2 separate regions of the Astyanax mexicanus genome follow, and region 1 is linked to region 2. The links are chromatin contacts, called in public Hi-C maps. All regions are on one chromosome and are shown on one strand. Each heading gives the region's core, a stretch centred on a gene start, on an enhancer-like site or on the middle of the called end of the contact. The rest is flanking DNA. Distances are from core to core; before and after follow the strand shown. Region 1 overlaps rasa3 (RAS p21 protein activator 3). Region 2 holds the start of rasa3 (RAS p21 protein activator 3).

Evidence for each region. A called contact is a pair of places that touch in the nucleus more often than the background predicts.
Region 1: a Hi-C map of muscle shows a contact between it and region 2, with 11 times the contacts expected there. The contact joins the enhancer-like site here to the promoter of rasa3 in region 2. A contact is called at or near these places in 2 of 3 Hi-C or Micro-C datasets (both in muscle).

Annotation. Positions count from the first base shown.
Region 1 is chr21:18,887,671-18,894,832 of AstMex3_surface, reverse strand. All of the region lies in intron 7 of rasa3 (RAS p21 protein activator 3), which reads right to left. Among protein-coding and RNA genes, the nearest start is that of pros1, 34 kb to the left of the region's middle. Within about 2 kb of position 3,067, the one cell type or tissue checked has an H3K27ac peak away from gene starts, as active enhancers do.
Region 2 is chr21:18,822,874-18,829,530 of AstMex3_surface, reverse strand. rasa3 (RAS p21 protein activator 3) reads right to left here and starts at 2,156. Exons shown (of 25, transcript XM_022674866.2): 1 at 1,892-2,156. The coding sequence starts at 1,946.

The DNA.
Region 1 (7,162 bases), core at 1,818-4,317, 64 kb before region 2:
AAGCACACCTATCAACTACACAATCAAAAATCACAAGAAAACTTAATAAAAATCACTATTATCAATTTTATTCTAAATGTGTATCATCAGCTGAGAAACTCACTAAGCACAAAGAGCACAAAACTATACAAATGTAAAATACTATTTGTAAAAATCAAGTGCTTATGGCTTATGTACAGTTGTGTTAAAAAGATAATTTTGTAAAGTTATATATATATATACAGCTCTGAGAATAATTAAGAGAGCACTTCAGTTTCTGAATCAGTTTCTCTGATTTAGCATTTTATAGGTATATATTTGAGTAAAATGAACATTGTTGTTTTTTTCTATAAACTACAGACAACATTTCTCCCAAATTTCAAATACAAATATTGTCATTTAGAGCATTTATTTGCAGAAAGTGAGAAATGGCTGAAATAACAAAAAAGATGCAGATCTTTCAGATCTCAAATAATGCAAAGAAAACATATTCATATTCATAAAGTTTTAAGAGTTCAGAAATCAGTATTTGGTGGAATAACCCTGGTGTTTAATCACAGTTTTCATGCATCGTGGCGTGTCCTCCACCAGTCTTACACACTGCTTTTGGATAGCTATACGACACTCCTGGTGCAAAAAATCAAGCAATTCAGCTTGGTTTGATGGCTTGTGATCATCCATCTTCCTCTTGATTATATTCCAGAGGTTTTCAATTTGGTAAAATCAAAGAATCCCATACTTTTTTAATGATCTCTAACCAGACTAGAAAGCTAGTAAGGTGGTTGCCAGATGGATGAGATGGTTGCTATGTGGCTGCTATGGTGTTACAGGATTGCTAGTTGTTATCCCAAGTGATTGCTATGAGGTTGCATGGCTGTTGCTTGCTAGATGGTTGATATGGAACCCCAGGTGGTTGCTATGAGGTTGTTAGGTAGTTTCTATAGTTCTGGAAAGTGGTTGCTGAGGTGTTCCATGTTTCAGCTCAAGTGGTTGCTATTGTAGTACAGTATTTCAGGAGGTTGCTATAATGGTTTATATGGTTTCATAAGTGATTTGCCAGAGTGTTGTAAAGTGGTTGTTGTGCAACTTCATGTGGTTAGACCGTAAAAGGTCTGTCGCTATATAGAGAGAGTAGAGCTAAATTTAAACCTAAAAGTGAATGTTACAATAGGCCTTGCTTTAACGGATATGATCTATCAAAGCTGAAAATTTATATATATTTTTAGAAGGAGGCTCATGAGCTCATGGGTTGAGTCAGGTATGTAAACGTTGGGGAAACACGGAAATGTGCAATGAGCTGCTGAAGGAAAAGGGGGTGGAAAACACTGATGTGAGGCACGTTTGCCCCGAGACAATGTCACAATTGTTGTTAAAAGCAATGTTTCTACACCTATTTATGTGCCTGGCAGTGGCTGGCCCTCAACAAGTGTAGACAGGAAACACGGCCAATATTCACATCTCAGTCAGCTGCTATTTATAGCTTGGAGTTAAGTGGCTAGGACAGTAGACCTCACAAAAACACTTCATGTCTTTAATCATGGATGTAAAGAAACAAAAAAAGTAGCGCAGAAATGCTCCAGTTTTACCGATTCAGTTCCGATTGAGGTAAAACGAATGAAACTTTATGTGAATGTATTGATTATATACTGTATGTAAGCGATTATAATTTTATTTATTGGGGAATCGCAATAATACACTCGAGAGTCATCTTGACTGGGACATCTTTGCTGTTTGTGGGCGAGCAGTATGCTTAAAAACCCTCCAACGTGGCTGAATTAGATCAATTCTGGAAAGAAGAGTGGAGCCAAAATTTCTCCACAGAGATGTGAAAGATTCATTGTCAGTTACCGATAAACTGGAGTTGTTGCTGCCAAGTTATTAGATTTAGGGGCAAACACTTTTTTTCACTGGGATAAATTGGTTTGGATAGTTTTTTCTTTTTAAAAAAAGTGCTTTTTGTATTTACTCAGGTTATCTTTGTCTGATATTAAAGCTATTAAAGTTTAATAATTGGAAAAATATCAGTATGACAAAAAATCAAAAACAAAAGAAATCTGTAAACGGGCAAATACTTGTTCATGCCACTGTATATCTAGGCTGATGAGTGTGGATGTCTGAAAGAGATGTGTGTTCAGTGTGTTCAGGTACAATTCTGGCGTATTGCTATCTTGGCAACAGAGGTGCGTCACTCACTGATTAAAACCCTGACAACAGTCACCAGTCAGACACCCATTCCTATCATAGCTTCGCAGGTGCCAAAGTCAGAGTGCACTTGGCTCTTAAAGGAAATGGTAAGAGACATGCTGATTGGTTTATTTCCTGTTACGCCCAAAACACACCCGTGATTAATGAAGAGAATTAGTACATACCTCTTGCGCATTGTGAGCTGCACACAGCATAAATTTTTGTGTTCTTTTGATAGCAAAGACACACGCACGGTTGACGCCTTGCCTATAGGTCATTAAAATAGAGCCTCCTGTGTCCAATCAGTTCACACCTGTAATCCACCTAATTCATGCTTAATTCAAATTTTGCAGGAGTTCAAAGTGTATTTTTGAGTTTTTTTGTGTCACCAAAGTTACATAGTGCAGGTAGCAGCACGCCACGCCTATAGTAGACACAAATACAAACAGTATGGGAGCATCACAATGATTTTGAAGAATTAGTTTACGGTAAAATACTACATATTGTTGCTTGAAACAAATTAATAAGTGGATCACTGGCAAGATGCTTATTTCGATACTGTGTGTCCAGAGTGTGTGTGAGGCGAGTTGAAGCATGTCCTGTGTGTGGGGGAAAGACTCTGACTCTGTGGAGGAAGAGATCAACAGTGAATGAATTGTACGCCTCAGATTGTCAGAATCAATCACTCTGTTGTCTTCTCTCATTCGCTGGCCTGTGTGTGTTTGCGTGCCAGTGTCAGGGGGGCTATTAGCGGGTTCTGTCCAAAACAGACATACATCAGGGTGGAGCAGAGAGCTGTGGACGGAAAGGCGTGCAGACAGAGAGAGAGAGACAGAGAGAGAGACAGAGAGAGGGGGAGAGAGAGTGGTCAGTTTGTCCGTGGCGAGATGCTATCGCCTCCGCTGGCTCGCGTAGCGCACGCGGCACTCCCTCGAGAGCTCACTACATCAACAGCCCTGCTGTGGTTTCTCAGAAAGGAACGCTTCACCAAGCAAGAGCGAGCACAGGGGTGTGGATACGTTCTGTTTCTCCTTTCCCCTCGTTCTTGCTCTTTCGTTCTCTTTGTTTTCCTTTCTGCGGTAAACCACCACTTATCACTTCTCACTATCTGTGGGTCTAATGGTGGAGGGCGGTATTGAGAGTCAGGTTAGAACAACCGAGGTCGTCACTGAAACTCAGTAAAACATAGATTGATGTAAAGTATTGAAAATTGTAAAACTTTTAATATTGTGTTTTTGAATGTAAAAATAAATATTTGTAAGATCTGGGTTGTATGACCAAAAATTTATATTTTTCAAGATTGTGACAGTTTCACAGTATATCACTGTATTTTTATTATTATTATTATTTATATATTTTTAAATGACTGGGCTTTACTATAGGTTTGTTTCATACTCTACTGTTAGGAGTGTATATAAAATAAAACACCAAGGCCTTAAATTTCTTTGGTTTCTATCGGATTTACTTTGTCCCACAAAATGACACAATATATAAAGAAATAAGACTTTATTAACAGAAAAACGGCTAAAGAATGTAAACAATAGACCTTAGATAGAGATACACCAGCAACCATAACACGGCTTCCTTTACAAAACTAAATATTTAAATAGTTCCATAAACACTAACATTTTAAAAACTACTTAATGTTTAAGAATTCAAAATGCTAAATATTTAAAAGGGACCTCCTTTCTGAGTAAGCAACCGCTGTTTGCTGTTGTTTTTTTTATTTTTCTCTGATAAAAACACTCATACAGAAGGAATTGCAGCAGGAGCTCCTTAGATAAAGTACTGTTCTCATTTCTTTAAAGACAGCACAGGCCTAGACGAGCGTTTGACTTCACAGAGTTGAGCTTCCAGGGTGTTAGCTTGTTATGCTAACTGGCTAGCATTAGCTAGCGAGCTATGCCAGTATGCTTCTTTAGTGGTGCTGTTCTGCACAGCGCTCCGCAGCACCTCTAGTGGTATGGTGGTTTGTGAAAAAAGCATACTGGTTCATTTCTCCTCCGGTATACCAGATGAACCGGTATTCTGCCCAGTATTAATATAATATTTTCCCAATAGGATTTTATTTATATTTAAATATGATTATTCTTTGTAAACTATGTTCAAGTACCACTTGAATAAAAAAAGTCAACTTCATTAAAATAGAAAGATATGCAAAGGAAGAAGGAAAGATTGCTGAATCCTATTCTCTCTGTACAAAATATTCAGATTACTCCTCATAATGTGTCGTAGAGGCATGTTTAGCAGTCACAGATCTTTCACCAAGAGGTACACTACCCAAAAGTAGCCTTTGAGACCCTTCTTAATTTGAGAATAATTTGTATACCCTCTTGTTTATAAGACCCAGTTTCTTATTGTTTCATACCTGTAATCTTTGACATATTTGCCTGACTAGATTCATGCTCAGTTTTGCAGAAGTTCGGAGTATAATTTTGCGATTTTTTGCTTCATCAAAGTTACATAGAGCAGTTAGCAGCATGCAGGGGAATTATGGCCTACAGGAAAGGAAACTTGGCAAACGTATGCTTCAAAAAAGAGACAGCAACGCAGAGAAGAAAGTAGCGTTATTGTAGCGAAACTGTTATTCATAAGCTTTTATCCATATTTAAGCATAAATAAAAAGTAGTCTACATTCTGAACTTGAAAGAAGCGATGACATTGCTAAATAAGACTAAATAAGAATCAAGCAAAATCCTGGATTTTAATATTAGCAATATTTTTGTGGAGATTTGAATGTCATTTTTTTAGTGTACCACCCAAACTCAATTTATTCTGCTGCCTCGTAAACAAAGCAGTTTCTCACAGTCTGAGTTGTGCATGGCATGTAAATGATGTCTTGTCTGTTTAAGGGAGGAAATGAGGGTGTGGACGCTCTTCAAGTGGAAAACCACAAACTGCTAAAAGTTGAATCTGTGATTCAAAATGAAACAGAAGAAAAGCTTTCTGACAAATTTCTGAAATATCGATGAGCACAAGATTAAACACGGGGCTAACAGAACACATAACAGGGTTGTTATATCATACAGATTCACAAGAAAGCATGTGGGGTAGTTTTAAAAAGTTTTTTCACACAAACAAAATAACACTAATAGGCTACTAAGAAAGTTCCTTAATGCACCTTAAGATGTTCCTTAAAGCTCACCTTCCGCGAAAATCCGATTTTTCTTGTTTTTTGTGGAATACAGTAGGTCTCTCCGAGTTGAATGTGTACACCTGCACTTTAAACTGTTTTGCAGCCCCCATTGTCTGCAGGAGCTAAGCAAAGAAATCCCCCCTCCCCCCCTCCGAAAAACGGGTGAATTTTGAATTATCTTTCTGCCTACGTAGGCAGAAACTCACAGACCAGCCCACCTTGGCTCGAGAAACTCCCAGAGGCGGAGCTGAAGCGACGCAACATCACCGCTCATCAGTTAGGAGGTGGGAGGCAGTGAGCGGCAGAGCGGTGGAGGGGCGTCGCAGTGCTCCTAGCCAATCAGAGGAGAGATATTTGCATGCTGTTTGCATGTATGAATATTCATGAGCAAAGCTGGAATCCGGTCATTTTGGACACACCCCTAAAACAGTCCATTAAAAAAGAGCTATACAGAGACACCTGAGCACTTTTTTTTTACAAAAACGGCTCACATGTCATTCATTCATACTAGAGACCACAACTAGACATTTTAAAATGAAAGAAAAAACGACGGAAGGTGACCTTTAACAATTTCAAATGTATGAACCTGTAAAAGGAATGTATAATTTTAATATTGTAGAGTAATGTTTAGCCCAACTGTATAGTTATTAAGTCATAGTTAAGTACACTATACTTTGTGCACTGCATTTTGTTTTTTTTTCTATAAAGGATATTCTGCATTTGTCATCTATACTTTACTGGAGTAATTCTTTTTCAGATGACTTTTTACTTCTACTCCAGACACTGAAGGAATCTAAATTATGAGGGAACACATATGCAAAAACTGTTAAACAAGCCAAAATATGTTTTATACTTTCAATTCAAAAGTAGCAATTTTGTTTTGATGCCAGCTTTGCTCACTTTATGCATTATTCTATCAGTCGGCTTTATGAGGTAGAACATGGAATGGTTCTTCACCTCTCCTAAAAGAGTTTTAGATGTGCTGAGCTCCTCTTAACTGCTTTAGCAGCATTAGCATTAGCCGCTAAAAGTGCTAAGAGCTAGCTCTTTCAACCTTCAGACGGTAGCATATCGGACTGTGTTAACCGTGCTAATACAAGCTTCGTGAGATGAACTGTTAGCTAATATCACCCTGGCTTACCGGAACAATTAGGGTTCCTCAATGTAGCGCTGTTAGGCAGTGGCTAGCACTAGCGATAAGCTGCTAATGCTAATGCCCAGCCTTAGTGGAAATCTGTGGATATACGGAAACGCTTTACTCACCCAAATAAACAGTTTTCAGCAGAGAAATCTGTGTAGATTTACATCCAGAGCTTGTTTGACTTTGAAATAAAGTGTTTTTCTTAAGAATTACAGTTTCGTTTACTAAGCTTAGCTTTACTTACCTGCTGAATTAGAAGGGAAACATAGCGACACCCCTGTTATAATCCAAAATAGACGTTTTTTGATAGTGCGCCTTATAAAACTGTGCGCCTGTCCAAACTTTTGACTGGCACTATGTTAACCCTTTCAGACCCTGCATCCATTGCAATGGACATCATGTATTTCCTTTATTTTTATTGTTAAGCTGTTGTCTATTAGAATAGACCATGAACCAGCCAATAAAACAGTTATTTGTCCCCACCCACTACACTGGAAAGACAGTAGTACCTACGCTTGGTTAATTGAATTTTTTTTACTAATTTCATGTAATTTAGAACACTTTTTAACACATTTATTTATTTATTTTTTGCTAAATAAATGTTATAATAGAATATTAGTCTTAGAAAACAGCATTCTTATATGTTCTTCCATCACTGGAGGTCTTTCAGGTCTGAAAGAGTTAAACAATTGTTTAACTGTGCAAGAAAATAAATGTTTTGA
Region 2 (6,657 bases), core at 907-3,406:
CACACACACACACACGCATAGACGCACTGTTTTGATGCTGCAGGTCATGCACACAGTGAAACACGTGGCTTTGCAATGTGTGGTCTTGCGTTCTAGCATTCATCCAGAGTGCAAGCCTGTGTTGAAGCATTCACCACAACAATGTACCCCTACCTGCATAGCAAGCTAAGACCCTGTGGGTGGCTTGTGCACCGGGCTGTGCATGTCCTCGTTTTGCATGTACAAAATGTGAGGACATGCTTAGCGATCCCTGCCATATTTGTTAGGAATGTCTGTATCAAATCCAAGCTTGATAACAAAAAGACCCATTCAGACTGAGACTTAAATCCAGCTTTAATGCAATTAATAAGCACAGTACGTACAGTACTGTCCTGTAACTCATCTTCAGTGTTTACAATAAACACACAGACACTGCTATCTGCTATACTGTAAAGAGTGAACTAACACTTGATCAATCTTCCTTGGCCTTTTTCCTCACATACACTTTTATTTATTACATATTATTTTTAACAATATAAGAAAATATCAACATATATTGATGTACTGTTTTGTTTTGCAATTAGCTGTATTATCTTTTTGAAAAACATTATCACAGAATCAGTTTCTAAGTACTAGTTCTAATGCGAAGATTGGTGGTAGACATTGGTTTATTTCATGTTACGTTTAAAGCAGAACCACTAGATGGCAGTGTTCTAAATTATATTTAAACAATCCCATATACAGCTCTGGGATAAAAATAAGAGACTACTTAAAAATGATTAGTGTATTTAATCTTATCAAATTGAAAACCTCTGGAATATAATCAAGTGTGTAAGACTGGTGGAGGAGAACATGCCAAGATGCATGAAAGCTGTGATTAAAAACCAGGGTTCTCCCACCAAATTTTGATTTATAAACTCTTAAAACTTTATGAATATGAACTTGTTTTCTTTGCATTAGCTGAGGTCTGAAAGCTCTGATTATTAGTCATATAGTCGTTGACTAATCGACTAATCGCAAAAAATAAATGATCAGATTAGTCGAACACCAAAATAATCAATAGCTGCAGCACTATTATAGAATAAAATAACAATGTTCATTTTACTCAAACATAAACCTATAAATAGCAAAATCACAGAAACTGATTTAGAAACAGAAGTAGTCTCTTATAATTTTTTCCAGAGCTGTATATCTAGATGCCAAGAAAGGAACTGCTGTAGCATTAGTGCCCTTTTCATCAGTAATTCCAGTTAACAATCCTGTGTTTGATGATGATGATGATGATGGTGGTGGTGATGTAGCTGCTGCTGTGTGACAGTGTGAGCAGATCTATGGAGACAGACTATAGAGATTATGGAGACTCACGTGGGAAAGAAGGGAATCCATGAGGGAAAGGAAAAGCTCTGAAGAGGGAAAACAACCAGAATATGATAAAAGAACATGAAAAAACACTAATTTAAGAGTCAGAACCGGGCTCTAAACGGTTTAGACGAGCAGAGCTGGCTAACTAACTAGCTTACCTAACATCTGGACGCAGACAGAGAGCTATTTAGACCCGGGTTTAGCTTCATAACGCTGAATATACACAAACCCCCCGGTTAGGACTAGACTACTGCAGTGTGTGAGGAGAGTTCATGCTCTGGTTTAGTGTGTTATAAACAGAGCGTAGCTCGCTTATAACAGTGCAATAACACAAACACACAGAGACATGTGTCCTGAACGCGCCAGGCTGTGTGTGTGTGTGTATCCAGGGTATGAACTGGATTCATAACGGCGCCAAATCTGATTCAAACGACCGAACACGGAGCGCAGTTCAAATCAGAATCTGAAAGATCAAAAAAACATGCCGCACGCGCCACACACAACAGCAGCCGCGAGCCGCGCACGTTCCCAGAGCGCGCGCCTGCCTTACCTATTTTAATTTTGACGCTCTGAAAAACCCGCAGACCTTCCTCTTCCACCGCCATGCCTGCAGCCCCGCGGCTCTCTGTCCCTCTTAGGCTCCTCCGCCGTGTCTCCGCGGCTCCTCGCGGCGTATAGTCCCCGTCTGTTCCCGCAGAAGAAGAAGCAGCAGCGGCGGCAGTAGTTCCCTCAGCCCGGTCCTCTAACAGAGCACAGCGAAAATCACACTGCTCACACACACCGCTCACACTGATCACTGAACAGCGCCACTGTCAGACTCACCAGAGACTCGGATCTTTTACAGCGAGCGGATCCTTCCGCTCAGTGAATCATTTGAGCCGATTCACTTCTCCACTTACACTACACAGTCCATTGTTTTGGTGGGTAAACGCACTGTTTGTCACGTTCTCCTTTTTATAAACGCTTATATGAACGAAAACATTCAAATGTCTGGACACACCTTAAATTCACTGTGTGTTCTGTACTAGTGCATCTAAAAAATATATATAGAATATCATTAAAAAGTTGCTTTATTTCAGTAATTCAGTTACTAAAAATGTGAAACTCATATATTATTATATAGATGTATAACACAGAGAGTGATCTATTTTAAGCGTTTATTTCTTTTATTGTTGATGATTATCATAATAGCTTACAAACAATAAAAATTAAAAAATATATAAATAACAGTGTCTCAGAAAATTACAATATTATATAAGACCAATTGGTACCTTTGGCAGTGTGGGCAGTGTGCCAAGTCCTTCTGGAAAATGAAAAAAGTATAAAAACAGACTTGCATTCATTTTAACAGAAATAGCATGCAACATTTACATATCTATTTTGTAAGGTATATATTGTGAAATATCTTTAAATGTACTTGCCCAGCTTTATTTGAATTAATGCATAATGCATGTTAAATTGATTCAGGACCTCATGGCCCCAAACTATTATCTCATGGTCTCAAAATATTAATATTACAAATTATTATAATATGGCCTCTAATTATTGTCTTACGACCTCAAGATATTACTGTATTGCCTGAAATTATAACTGTATTGCCTCAAACTATACTTGTGTCCTGAAAACATATCTTGTGTCTTCAAAATACTGTCTTACGGCCTAATACTATTATCTTGTGGGCGCAACATATTATTTTATAGACTCAAAATAATATAATGTAGCCTTAAACTAGAAATTTATGGCCTCAAAATATTATCTGAAAGACTCAAAATATTATTCTATGTCCTTAAATTATTATCATATACCCTTAGATTATTATCTTGTGGCCTTAAAATATAAGTATAATCCCATGGCTTTTAAATATTATCTTAAAGACACAAAATATTATAGTGTGGCCTCAAATTATTATCATACAGCCTCAAAATTTTAGTGTATTGCCTTAAATTATAACTGTATGGCCTCAAACTATTCTTATGTCCTAAGAAAATAGCTTGTGTCTTCAAAATATTATATTGTGGCCTCAAACTATTATTTTAAAGTGTCAAAATACTATTGTATGGCCACAGATTATCACACACCCTCAAATTAAATCTTGTGGCCTCAAAATATCATTGTAAGTCCCCAACTAATAGTTTTATGGTTTTAGACCATCATATTAAAAACTCAAAATATCGTATGGCCTCAAAATATTATCTTAAAGACTGAAAATATTATTTTATGGCCTCAAACTATTATCTTAGGACATTCAAGTATTATCCTAAAGACTCAAAATACTCGTATGACGTCAGATTATCATATGCCCTCAAATTATTATTTTATGGCCTCAAAATATTATTGTAAGGCAGTAAAAGTATATTTTATGTCCTTAAACTATTATATTAAAGACTTAAAACATCTAATGGTTTCAAAATATTATCTTATGGCCTGAAAAAAATATGCTTAAAGACTCAAAATATTATTGTATGGCATCAGATTATCATATGCCCTCACATTATTGTCTTGTGGCCTCAAAATATTATTGTAAGACCTCAAAGTATTATTTTATGTATTATTATATCTTATTGGCTCAAAATATTATCTTATGGCCTCCGAATCTGATCTTGTCACCTCAATATTAGGCAGTACAATAATTAACTTTTTTGAATAAATCGCTTATTTGGCCGTTTGTTTGTGGCTTTTATATTGTATATATTAATATCGGAATTATATTGTATATACCGAAATAAAGTTGTTTTGATCATTTCATCCAGCCCTGCTCACTGTATATTTTTCAGCCACTAGAAACTTGTTCATTAACATAGCTTGGTTATGACCTCGACATATAATCCTGTGTACCACTATCTCCCCTTCAGGCCAAGTACCCCTCGCTGCAGAACCACAAGTCCAGGGGGTGGGGCTGGATCTGATCCAACTCTTCCTACGTCGTGTTTTCATTGGTCTGAAGCAGATCGGACTCTTCCCCATCCGGTTTTACTCACTCGCCTTTCGGAGTCAAGTAAACAATCACGAACGTGAAAGTAAGTTCATAATAGACACATTTTCATTTTGCTAATACTATTAATTAGTTTCGTTGGGTGATTTTAGGAAATGTACAACATTTTATTATGTTTGTAATCACAGACATGTTCCTTCTTTTAAATCTGTATTGTGTGATTTAAATGTGCTACGTAGCAAATAACATTTTGATCTATAAACTAGGGGTGTCACGATCTCGATATTTTATCGAAATCGAATCGAAATGAGGTCACGATCTCGAGTATCGAAGTCAAAAAGAGGATCGACGATCCCTCCCGCGCGCGCTACGCAAATAGCGCAGCGCGCTACGCAAATGGCGCGGCACCAACACAGCGCATCCTATTCATTTAAATAGAGAGCCGCTGCATGAGCGCAGTCGGCGGGAGTGTGATCACTGTTTTTTATCTGTCCAACGGGGGAGGGGGGGAGGGGGTTGGGCGCGCAGGTTTTGTATCTGTATCTAACGGAGGGGTGGGTGCGCGCAGGTGAGAGCGTGTGAACTCGCTGAAATGCGTGTGTCAGTGTGACTTGAGAACACTGACTATAGATCACAGTGAGGTGGATTAAAAATCTTAAACTTATAATTGACTACACCTGTTGCTTTCCATTGAATTAAAAAAACATCTTTCTCTCAGATAAAGTAAACACAAGCGTGTTTCTGACTAAAATAAAAGCTTTTCAGGAGAGATATAAGTTATGTGTAAATATTTATAAGACAATACCCACATCACTTATCTAACCAGCCTGTACTGATTTCTGCCCCCCAATAATGCTTTCAATAACCTCTTGTAACCCCTGGGAGCCAGGGGTTACACTCTAATAGCCTTTAATAGTCTTCGGTAGCCTTTAAAAGACTTACCTGGCGGCCGTGGTGTGTCCACTAAACTCCGTAGTTATAAACATCCTGAGGTTAGCAGCGCGCTAACTGACCTGTTTATAATGTAATCCGAGCAGTGCCTCCGTGTCGGCTGTTCTAACCTGCTGCTGTTAGCTGCTTGGGCTGAAAGATGAACTGTAGTGAGCTGTATTATCCGGTTAGTGGGGTTAAAACCTTTATTTGTTTACAGAAACAGTAAAAACGGACTGGCTGAGCCCTGTAGCCCGTGGCTGGGCTGTACTGAAGTAGTGACTGAGTGAAGAGAGCGGAGCTTGTGCTGCTGCTGGTAGTGGTTGGATGAAGAACTGCAGCTTCATGTAATGAGCAGTTTCACCAGCCATCCACACACAGCTCTGATAAACTGCTTGTTTTAATAGTGCACACTGTTGCTACCAAAAAAAGTCACTAGATGGCATTACCATATATATCTTAATAAATAATAATAATAATAATAATATTTATAATATTTATAATAATAATAATAATAAATATATTATTAAAATTTTATGAGGCATAAAATAATAACAAGAAAAAAAAACAAGAAAATCGAGAATCGAATCGAATCGTGACCCTCAAATCGAAAATGAAATCGAATCGAGGATTTAGAGAATCGTGACACCCCTACTATAAACGGTAAAAGTCTTAAGGTTGGGTTCCAGGATTTATTTGATAAGATAAAATAAGTCCTGGTCGGGAAACGTAAGCGACACGTGTTAAGTTTAACGACGAATTGAAATGCGATGACTTAAAACCAATGAAAAGAAGATATGGGTGGTCAGGAGGTCAGGCTCAACCCCTTGGATCAGATCCAGCCCCACCCCCTGGACTTGTGGTTCTGCAGCGAGGGGTATCCCTTCAGGAGGCTCTGTAAATTAGATTCCAGCAGTTCTTCTCCGTCACCGCTATTTAAGTTCTGTGTTTTTGTTTTGGATCTTCTATAAGAGTCTATTAATAGCTAAGCTAAAGTAACACTACTCCGGTTCATAGGCTGAACTGAATCTCTGTGCTCGCTGGCAGCTGTGTCTGTGGAGTGAGCTCAGTCTGATTCCTGAATCAAAGAATCGCTGTGTTGAACATTCCATTCAATAAAATGATCATTTTTGAAGAATCGGTTCTTTAAACTGAATCGCAACGAATCAGCAGGAGCCTGGAGGGGCGGGGCTCAGAATGCTCTGCTCGCGCTTTAGCTGATTGAAGGACAATGTGTCGACGTCACGTGGTAGACGGTCACCCATTGGAGTTGCTGAGACGCTGGCGCGGCTGTATGCAGATCAACTACTTGTGATTGGTCAAAGTAGATATTTGGCCGTTTTTATTGGATCCTTCAATGAAACTTTCTCTAGTCTGTTAATAAAAAAAAAAACGAAAACAAACACTCGCTCATGTCTCTTTGCTGTGAGATTATGGACACGTGTTGTTGTGGA